Linked DNA regions of Mus musculus: region 1 is linked to region 2. Evidence: chromatin contacts called from public promoter capture Hi-C data. All regions are on one chromosome and are shown on one strand. The core of a region is the stretch at or near the end of the contact, and the rest is flanking DNA. Distances in the headings are between cores, read along the strand shown.

Region 1 (5,616 bases), core at 796-3,295, 270 kb after region 2:
GTGCCCTCATCTCTTCTGTCTCCCACTACTGCATCTTGATGGCCTTTATTGAGATGGCTTAGCATTTCACTTAAGTTGTCAATTTCTAGAGTGAGTTTGACATCTTTTATTTTCTTATAAACTTGTTCTGCTATGGGGACTTGGCTACCCATGAGCGCAGACTTTTTTTTGTAAGGTGTGGGCACTTAACAATAGGTTTTCACATGATGGGTAGTTAGTTCTGAGTGAGTGCCATCATTGGTGAGAATTTTCTCTTATCCAGGAAGATGACCCAGCTTCAGTCGGCCATTAATGTTTTTGTAGGGTACTTAACATGACACAAGGAGGACAAAATCATCTTGGGATCTCAGAATTCCATATTCTCCTCCAGGAATTATTGTCCACGTAACACTGTTGATGACCTGTGAGCTTACTATGCAGCTTGTAGAAGCAGTATATTGATGGCACCCCTAGCCTTACATGGTTTTATGATTTCTCTTTTAGGTTTGTTTTCTTGAAAAGGCTCCAGGCTTCGGCTTGGAAAACCCAACCGCCAAAATTGAGCCCAGCAGCTGGAGCGGCAGCGAGAGCCCTGCCGAAAACATGGAAAGGATGAGCGACTCGGCAGATAAGCCGATTGACAACGACGCGGAGGGCGTCTGGAGTCCTGATATTGAGCAGAGTTTCCAGGAGGCCCTGGCTATCTATCCGCCGTGTGGGAGGAGAAAAATCATCTTATCAGACGAAGGCAAAATGTATGGTAAGTGGCCTGGAACATTCCTTTCAGGGCCTCCAGCCTGCTGCAGTGGGAGGGGATGTTCTCCGAAGCCAGCCTGGTTGCTCTTTGTAGAATGACATTTGGCTATCCCAGGGACCAGGGCTCCACTACAGAGGAGGATCCTGGGATACCATCCCTTGGGGGTTTTCTCTTCATGCTTGACAGGCCTTCTGGCAGATGCTCTCAAGGTTCACGTGCCACGGTGGCATACGTGCAGGAGGGAACAAATTCTTCAGTCATTCGGCTCCACATAGCTGGCGTCGAGTGGGACCGAGTCCCTTGAGTCCTTCCCACCCTTGCAGGAAGATCTTGTGCTTTAGATTTGTATTTGAAATCTATTCTTTTTTTATTGGCTGGGGATGTGGTTGTTCCTGGCAGCACAGACCTCTAGGTTTAATCTACAGCCTTGGGAAACAGGGCATGGCAGTGCTCCCCTGTAATCCCAGTAGTGCTCCCCTGTAATCCCAGCACTCAGGAAGTGGAGCTAGGTTGACCAGAAGTTCAAGGTCTACATAGAGAATTCTGGCCAACCTGGACTTAATGAGACCCTGCCTCAACATTATGTCCCTCTAAAAATTCTGAAATCCCCCACTTCAGGATCAGCCCTGTACTGGCCAGATAAAACACACACAGGTTTGATTGGCCTGTTTCCATTCTTGCTTCTAACTTGCAGCTGAATGGCTAGTTAAGACGTTGTTGTGTGTCCTGTCCTGTCCCATCTGTTTTTCCCCAGCCCCAATTCATGTGCCCAGCTCCCAGCTCCCAGCTTCCCCTTCCTCTATGACTGTCCTCTGAGTAGGTTCTGGGGAAAGCTGCATGAGGCAAGGAAGGCAGGCCCAGCTTTCCAAATGGCTCTGGTTGCTGACAGCGAATGTCCCCACCCTAGCTGGTGTGAAGCTTCCCTCCACAGGTTGGGGACATTCTCTTTCCAGAATGCTCCCAGCTGCATGCAGACTTGCGGGTTTTTTGGCTATCTACCTTTAGGAAAGTAGGTGGCAGGTGGTCACTTGTACATAGTGCTTGTCTAACTGAGTTGACAGAGTTTGTGTTGTCACCAAGTCTAAAGAGATGCAGCCAGCATAAATTCCACCAACACTGGCTCATCCACTACCCGAGGCTCTTAACTCAACAGAGGAGTGATTTATTTCTCAGTAATTCCCACTATTTCTGTAATAGGGTGTTGTACCTTTAACCCCGCGTGTCTCTGTCAGGAGCCCAAGGAGGCTGTGCTCAGACCAGCAAAGACTTCTGAGAGGAGAGCAGATGGTAGCACAGCTGCCACCAGCTGTGCCCTGCCTGCCCTCCCCCTTCACCACGGATGATGTAATGGAAACAAAGACACTTTTGCTTTCTGTGGCACTGAGCCTCTCAGCCTGTCATGCACTCGGGAGTGAGAACCCAAACTTGTGGCATTTGTTTTATGCTCTTGTGAGTTTCTGCTATAGCCAGAGAATCCTCTTTTTATCTAGGGTAGTGAAGTCGGGCCGAAACCGGTTGCTCAGCTGCTGTGGGTGGATCCTGCGTCCGTCCTTTCTTCCCCGGCTTCTCCTTCCTCAGCTTTCCCTTGAAGCATAGCTTTGGGATGTTGCATTGTGAAGCTCCCACTTCTTTGCTCACAGGTTGTTTTAATCTAAATTAATGGCGTAAGACATTTGGTGGTGTACATCTATAATCCCAACAACACTCAGGAGTCTAAGGCAGAAGGAGAGTGAGAATTAGAGCCAGCCTAAGCTATCTAATGAGATCGTGCCTTTGAAAATGTTTTTTCCCCCTCCATTGAGATTTTCCTTTGTAAATAGTTGCCCACTTTGCCTATAACTCAATTGTAAACTTTTTATGTGAAAATGATTTTTAAGATCTCTTGCTGAGAACTGAATCCATGGAAGCTTCAGATTGGAGTTATTCTATCAGCTATTAACCTGATCACATTTGTGCTTGGTGTTAATGTAGTTTTGGGCTCCTGGGAAAGATGATCAAATAAATGAGGACAACAGGTCCTTGGAGACTTGCCATCTAGGATATTGTGGTTTTGAGGGGTGGAATTCAGCAGGGTGATTAGATATTGGTAAGTTTGGTGTTGGCTGTGGGATATGTGTCTAGGACGAGGGTAACTCAGTTCCCAGTACTTCCCAGTTGTATCTGTTTTTGAGTATGGGTGTCTTTCTCCTTAAGTTAACACTATCCGATTACTGTCTGTTGGTGGCCAGCCAGATTTAAAATGAGGCAACCGTTTTTCCTCACTAGGGAGGAAGAGTCTAGTATGGTTGTGGGTTTCACAGGGCCAGAGAGTACACAACCTGCATGGTTTTGTCCCCTGATCAGGAAGAGATGGGTTTTCTGCATTGGCCTTGCAGTATCTCCATCTGTCCAGGGAGGAAGCACTCCCCTTGGCTCCCTGTCTTGTGGCATAAGATAGAATGCCTCAGGCTATCTTGGAGGGAAGTGTGGTAGTTCCTGGGCTAGTTGAATTGGAGACTGGGCCTCCCTTTAGGGGATCTGCTTTAACTTTGTCAGAGAAAGTTGACTCTCCTTAGTGCTACCTCAGCCAGTCGGAGACAGAGTCATGTGAGCCCATGTAAGGCCAGGGTCACCCTTCGTGATCAAGCTTTTGCTAGCACATAAACGAATCTTAATGTTCGACCAGTAGTCAGCGGTCCCCGAGAGCATCCCTTTTCTCTAAGACCTTTGAAAATGGATTCTCTGTGAAGTCAGTCAAAGTCATAGCCCAGTGAAACACCTGGCGAGTCTTCCTTGAGGATTTCATTCCTCCATCTCTGAGCATTTCTGAGTTCTCTGGGTTGTCACTAGTCTCGAAACACTGGAAGAGGCAAGGTCAAGTGATTTATTTTGGTAATGAGATTTTCATCATGGTTGGCAGGAGAGTAAACGGAGAGTTGTTTATGATAAGCTTTTGTCCCTTGGAAGAGAAATGGCTTAATTTTCTGTTACCTTGGACGTTGGGCAGCTGAGACTGTGTAGCCGTCCGCCTGCCTGCCTCTGTGTGCCTGGACATTTTCTGTGTTCCCTGATGTACAATGCTTGCTCTTGGCTGCTGCCTCTGACTTTGCTCTTAAGATGCACAGGCCTTCCTCTTTCCTCTTTCATTCCTTAGCCCATTTTTGCATAGCTGTGTGTTTCTTTTTCTGGGAGGTAGAGAGGGAGGAGGGATGGGAGGGAAGTGTTTAAGGAGCATGCTTTTCTGAAGCTGGATTTTAGGGGAGTACACCACAGCTGAAAACAAGACTTTACCCCCAAACAAACAAAAATAACCCAAACTGTGATCTATGGGAATACCTGCGTCTGTTCCCTCTGTAACTGAAGACACAGTCTGGCAGTGTGGTCACATGTCCTTGGAATCCTTCAAGAGTTGGGACAGAAACCAGTTTGCAGTGATTGTGTGCCCTAGAGGCAGACAGGTGCAGCACTTAGCAGTTTAGACTGTGTAATTAATATGAATCCTGGCCTGGCACTTTTAGGTCTCAGGCTTTGGGCAAGTTGCCTTAGTTCTCTTGTGTTTCAAAGCCTGAAGCGCAAAGGAGGGTGCTAAATAGACCCAACTTCAGAGGATTGTCACAAAAATTAACTGAAGTCATTATTATGTGGGGTTGCCCACTGTGTTTGAATAGCATCTTGCATACAGTTGGGTGCTAAGTAAGTGTTTGTGAACTGAGAACAAAGCAGGAGTGTGTCTGCCTTTGCTGACTAAAGGCTCTGTATGTTATATGCAGCTGACATTCCCGAGAGCTCTCTGAGGTGCTATGGTAAAGGGGTTGGATGAGAGGGACAGCATAAGTCTGAGAATAAGATGGCTGGAAGGTGAAGGTCTAGGTCTGTCTAACTCCAAAGCCAGGGCCACCCCCACTGTGCTTTCTGTCCTTCCTTGGTAGAGGCCATTGCACATCAACCCAGCAAATCACTGTTGAGCGCCAAGCTGTATGCCAGCCTCATGCTTGGGATTGCCAGGATGAGAGCTGGGGACCAGACAGACACAGTCATGTCCCTGCCCTCACAGAGCTGTCACAAGTTCACTTGCTGGCCACTGACCTGAGGTCAGGGCTGCCTGCCAAAGATTTCTGGGAAGTCTGAGGACGCTTTGAAGATGGTCACCTTCCACTTAGCCTTTTGAAGCCTGTTCTTGGCTACCAAAGTCCAGGACACCTGGCCTGCTGCTGGCAGGAAGAGAGCACAGCAGGGAGGGTCCAGATCACAAGGCTGGCCCTAGTGCTGGCCAGAAAGACGTCTGGAAGGTTCTAGTGTCCTAGGTCGCTGCAGGCTGACTGGGCACAGCCATTGGTAGGCAGTGGCTTCTCCTGAGCCCAGATGCCTGTACCCTTCTTCTTGAGAAGAGCTGGGTGGCAAGCAGGGTACCCTACCTCCAGTTGTGTTTGGTTAATTTTTCCTGTGGTGCTGGGGATTGAGCCCAGGATTTCATGTATGCAAGACCAAGGATTCTGTTAAGTGATCTACTGGGGGAGGGGGGCATTGTTTCTTGTTGGGATGCTAGACCTACTACTGGTCAGTCCTGGAGAGCAAGCTAGTTCAGGAAGTCAGGGAAGATGTATGTGTGCCTCTACCCCATTCCTGACCTATGCCTTGCCAGTCACACACATGCTATGGGATTGCCTGCTGGCCTGGTTGGTGTTCAAGAGGAAGGGACTTGCTTAGTGAGTCGGGATATCAGCAGGAGAGGGCACACAACTATGTGCCAATCAAACGTCTTGGTGGCAGGGGGAGGATGCTGTTAGACCCCAGGTGCTGCCCAGCCCTGAGAACCATTTAAGGAGAAACAGGGCTGTCTGTGCTTCCACAGGAAAACAACTCTCGTGGTTCATTTTTGGGATGAAGAAGACTGAGTCTGT
Region 2 (5,132 bases), core at 2,504-5,003:
ATTTAGGATTGTTTTGTTCTTCTCCATTATACTTTTTTATTTTGCTAGATAGTTCATTTATCTGCATAAGCAAATTTTAAAATGCTTTATTTTTTTCTAACTTTATGTCAAGGGTGCATTTGGTGGGTATTCCATTTAACTAATTGTATAAGCTATAAAAGAAAAAAAAGCACTATTTCTATTTCTGTCTTTCCTATATTTATCTTCTATTTCCTTTTTATCTTAATCCTCTGGGTTTTCTCCTTAGAAGTGCTGAGAGGGTTGCCTGAGGTTTCTACTTGAACTTGCAGAGTAGAGTCTCTTCTGTGGAAGCTCTTATTCCACAGTAGCTGGTAGCCGGTCATATAGCCTGTTAAATAGAGTGTAGAAGAAATAAAAACCAGCTCTCTGTCCCACGAGTTGTTCTTCCATGCTCCATAGGTGCTTGTGCCGAGTCTCTACCACCTGGCGTCCCTGGTTGTCTGGCTGTACTGTATGACATACCAACGAGTATTTCCATAACCTTAGCGTGTCACTTGTTCTAAAGCTTCCCGTGGAACATTTGCTATGATGCCTGAGTGTCTCTGAAATAAAACAGTTTATTAGGCTGTTACAGATGCTAACCATGAAAAACCCAGATCCTGGGACAGGTTCCCACAACCACCAGCTGTGGCACTGGATGGTTGGAGCAAGCAGTTGGGCCTCTATAGCTCAGAGTATTTTCATAATGAACGTTTAGAGAAGGGAAGCAACACTGCACGTGGATAAGGAAGCCAGTGAGCTCCCTGTGGTGGCAGATACCTTTAATCCCAGGAGCAGGCAGGTCTCTGTGAGTTCAAGGCCAGCCTGGTGGACCTAGCGAGTTCTAGACCAGTCAGTGCTACTACACAGTGAGACCCTATAGAGGGGTAGATGAGACAAAGCTGACAACACTTAGGGATATGTGGGTGGCTCTAAAGAAAACCACAGCTGTTTCTGGATGGGCTGGGGTGAGCTGTCTGGGCACGGGATGCAAAGACACTGGAGTGGTACCTGCCTGGTGATGGGATTTTTTTTTAAAAAAGGTTTTTTGTTGTTGTTTTTGTTTTGTTTTGTTTTGTTTTAGTTTTAATTCTATGCATGTGAGTGGGGTGAGTCTATGTACATAAGTACAAGTGCTCCAGGTGACCAGGGCCATCAGATCCCCTAAAACCCACTGTGAGCCACTCAGCTGGGTGCTGGGAACCAAACTCAGGTCCTCTACAACAGCCATATAGGCCCCTAAGCACTGGGCCATCTCCACATCTCCAGCACCTGTGATGAGATTTAAATCAGAGTTCAACCTACATTCTGGAACATGAGTCCATTTTTGGTTGGTTTGGTTTGGTTTCCTTGGCTTTGCCTAAGCTGTCACCCAACCCACCCAACTTCTCTTATTTCTCCTGGCCTCTGCTTCAGGCCCTTGAGATTGCATTTAGTTCATGTCTGAACATTTTTATAGGCAGCACTTCTTTACCTTACTGGGGATGTTGACCCCAGTGGGAAGCAGGGCCTGGAAGATGATCAGAACTAGATGATGTTGTAAGGGTGGGATCCCCGTGAGGTAAAGGGTGGGTTTTATAGGGAGAAGAGGACAGACTTGGAATTCACGGTGCTTGTGACCTAGCACAAAGGCAGTCACCAGACACCAGCATCAGAACCCCAAAGAAAAATTTCTCTATAAAACAGCCAGTCTGTGGTGTTTTGTGATGCCAGTAGAAAATGGATCAAGGAACACATTAAGACTACTATTAAAGCTCATATTTAAATCTATAAACTTTTAAAATACTGAAGTGTTTTTGTTTTATTTAGTGTTGGGGGTTGTCTTAGTCAGAGTTTCAATTCCTGCACAAACATCATGACCAAGAAACAAGTTGGGGAGGAAAGGGTTTATTCGGCTTACACGTCCACACTGCTGTTCATCATCAAAGGAAGTCAGGACTGGAACTCAAGCAGGTCAGGAAGCAGGAGCTGATGCAGAGGCCATGGAGGGATGTTGCTTACTGGCTTGCTTCCCCTGGCTCAGCCTGCTCTGTTATAGAACCCAAGACTACCAGCCCAGGGATGGCACCACCCACAAGGGGCCCTTCCCCCTTGATCACCAACTGAGAAAAAACGACCCACAGCTGGATCTCATGGAGGCATTTCCCCAACTGAAGCTCCTTTTTCTGTGATAACTCCAGTCTGTGTCAAGTTGACACACAAAACCAGCCAGTATAGGGGTAGAGCATGTGGGAGCCAATGTCATATGTGCGGAGGTCAGAAGTCAAGAGTCTGTTCTCTCCTACCACCACATGAGTCCCAGCTATCAAACACAGGTCATCAGGTTTGTCATCAAGTGCTTTTAAGCCACTTCAAGCCATCTTGGCAGCCCACCTTTTCTAACTTTATAGAGGGAAATATCCTATCTTTTGATTTTAAAGAATTCTTATAAAGAATTAATGTTGGAAGTGATACATGTCTATAATCTCAACTACTAAAGAGACTGACTGGGCAGGAGGATTACAAGTTCAAGGTCAGCCTAGGTAATTTAGCAAGATCCTATTTAAAATTCAAATTTCTTTTTTAAAGGGGTTAAGACGGTAGCTTTGTGGTAGAATGCTTGCTTAGTGTGTGGAAGGCTGGAATTTAATCCCCAGGTTGAGGGAGGAAGGGAGGGGGAGGGAGGGAGGAAGGGAGGGAAGAAAAGGAAGAAGGAAGGAGGGAGGGGTAAGTTAGTTGAATGTTATTGATGGCTTCCTCCATATCTGCTAAAACATTCCTTAAAGATTTATTTTAATTTTATGTATATGAGTATTTGCCTGTATGTGTATATGTATAGTAAACATGGGTGCAGTGCCTATGGGGGCAGAAGAGAGGTCAGATCCCCCGGAACTGGTATTGCAGCTGTTTGTGAGCTGTCATGTGGGTGTTAGGAACCAACCCAGGTCCTCTGAAGAGCAGCCAGTGCCCTGAACTGCTGAGCCATGCCTCCAGCCGCTCAGAATAATCTTATATTTCAAAACATTTCATGTACAAGTTTTGAATTATTACCTCAGTGGTGCTAATTCTCTGTCCTCTGAGATTGCTTGTAACTGATTTTGAGACTTTTTCCTGTACTTTTGGGAGGATATTATTTATGATTTATTAAACTATTCAGATAATTTCCTCTCTCTCTCTCTCTCTCTCTCCCTCTCTCTCTCTCTCTCTCTCTCTCTCTCCGATGTATGTGTGTGTGTGTGTGTGTGTATACATGGATTGTCAGCAAGCACAGTTGAATATACACCACCTAGACTAGTTAGCACTAGGTTAAGTGCTACATGGTAGATATCCCATGATTCATCAAGAACAAACAAAAGCCCCTAAAAGCTATCACCTCCCCTCTTCCTGGAGTCTTAGGGGCTCCCCTGGGAGATTTTAGCATTTCCCCCACTGGACCCCCATTAGTCAGTCTAGGTCAGTGACACAACCCCACCAGGGAACCTGCTCGTGTGGCCTCTTCCCAACACTTTGCAGAAGGTGACTTCCTGCATACCTGTCCTGGTCCTGAGGACACGCTCCTCTAAGTACCCACAAGTGATATCTCCCTGCTTGTGTCCCAGTGTTTTCCTTAAGTGTGTCACTCACCATGGCAAATAATTATCCTAGCTGTATCCTATTATCTAATTGCCTCCTGTGTCATTATGTGTGTCCCCTGAGTCCAGCATCCCTGTAGGGACAGGGTGGAGGGAGGCTTCAGGTCTGTTTATTTATTTAACACAAGCTGCTCTGTGCTGCTAAGTATGTGGCAAACACTCAGAAACCCTCTCTGAGTAAGCAATTGGGTGACTCAGTAATTCTCACCTTACTCTCAGGCAAAACCCAGATTCTGGCCAGGGGCGGATTTGATCAGCTTTAGTGAGCTGGATTAGATTAGCTTTAGTGAACTCATTAGGAGAAAGAAACAAAAGGGTTTCCACAAGGGGCCATGCTTATCTTCCAGGCTGTCAAATTTGTCTATCCATCCTCTTCCATTCAAGGCATGGGTAACTGTTGAGTAGTTCCTGGGAGCTGAGAATGGAAGCTTCAGGGTTGGGGACACACACACACACACACACACACACACACACACACACACACACAGAGAGAGAGAGAGAGAGAGAGAGAGAGAGAGCCTTCCCTGGTTTCATGGTGTTCCCAGTCTAGTAGCAGAAGCTGGTTTTAAGCAAACCAACCAACCACTAGCTACACAGCTACAAATCGTGCTAAGTATCATAAAGGGGAGAGAATGGTGTGGATACCTGCAGTTGGTTTTCTCAATGAGCAGGGTTTTTCAGATGACAGGTTAAGCTGAGATATGCAAAGGTCCTGAGGTGTGGGTTGTATTGTTCCTTAGAGAGGCAACCAAAAGCTAGTATGTGACTGGAGCATGATGAGTCAGGGTGGAGTTCTATGGGGTGAGCCTGGATGGGGCCTGATGACGGGTAAGGTCCTGTGGTCCAGGCCTGGGCATTTGAGTTCTAATCAATTGATTATATGTTTTCCAAGATGCTGTATGCTAGCCACTTTTCTATTTTCTACATCACTATGATAAAAATGCCTAAGAAAAACAATAGAAGGAGAAAAGATTCAGGGCCATGGATTCATAAGCTTTCTTTCATGGTCAACTGGCTCCATTGACCTAGGCCTGGCGTGAGCCAAAACCCATGGTCGAGGACTCCCTCAGCAGTCAGGACAGACAGATGGACAAAAAAGGCCCTACCTGGGCTGGTGAGATGGCTCAGTGGGTAAGAGCACCTGACTGCTCTTCCAAAGGTCCAGAGTTCAAATCCCAGCAACCACATGGTGGCTCACAACCATCCATAACAAGATCTGACTCCCTCTTCTGGTGTGTCTGAAGACAGCTACAGTGTACTTACATAAAATAATAAACAAATCTTTAAAAAAAAAAAAAAGGCCCTACCTTTTTTGTAATAATGTCGTCAAATCGTGTGTACATCAATGGATTCACTCACTGCTTAGGATAGAATCCTCAGTTCAGTCCTGTATCCAAAGCCCTGCCTCTAAATACTACCCTCAGGACCGAGCCATCAACACGTTAGTTTGCAGGGAGATTTTAAAGCCTAGCCATGATAGCTTTTCTAAGCTAGCTTATGTGCTTAATAGTACCCCATCTA

What was found. Capture Hi-C pulls out chosen DNA fragments and counts their contacts.
Region 1: a promoter capture Hi-C map of pancreatic islet shows a contact between it and region 2. The contact joins two enhancer-like sites. A contact is called at or near these places in 4 of 115 datasets of contacts at active chromatin or transcription factors (cardiomyocytes, embryonic basal ganglia, embryonic stem cells and 1 more) and 2 of 9 other capture datasets (embryonic stem cells and pancreatic islet).

The regions. Positions count from the first base shown.
Region 1 is chr7:112,758,901-112,764,516 of GRCm38.p6, forward strand. Tead1 (TEA domain family member 1) reads left to right here. Exons shown (of 13, transcript NM_009346.4): 2 at 484-739. The coding sequence starts at 538. Among named protein-coding and RNA genes, the nearest start is that of Tead1, 82 kb to the left of the region's middle. Within about 2 kb of position 2,046, at least 98 of the 459 cell types and tissues checked have an H3K27ac peak or open chromatin away from gene starts, as enhancers often do. A contact at or near this core is called in pancreatic islet, where this site is marked.
Region 2 is chr7:112,488,143-112,493,274 of GRCm38.p6, forward strand. All of the region lies in intron 1 of Parva (parvin, alpha), which reads left to right. Among named protein-coding and RNA genes, the nearest start is that of Gm45998, 39 kb to the left of the region's middle. Within about 2 kb of position 3,754, at least 44 of the 459 cell types and tissues checked have an H3K27ac peak or open chromatin away from gene starts, as enhancers often do. A contact at or near this core is called in pancreatic islet, where this site is marked.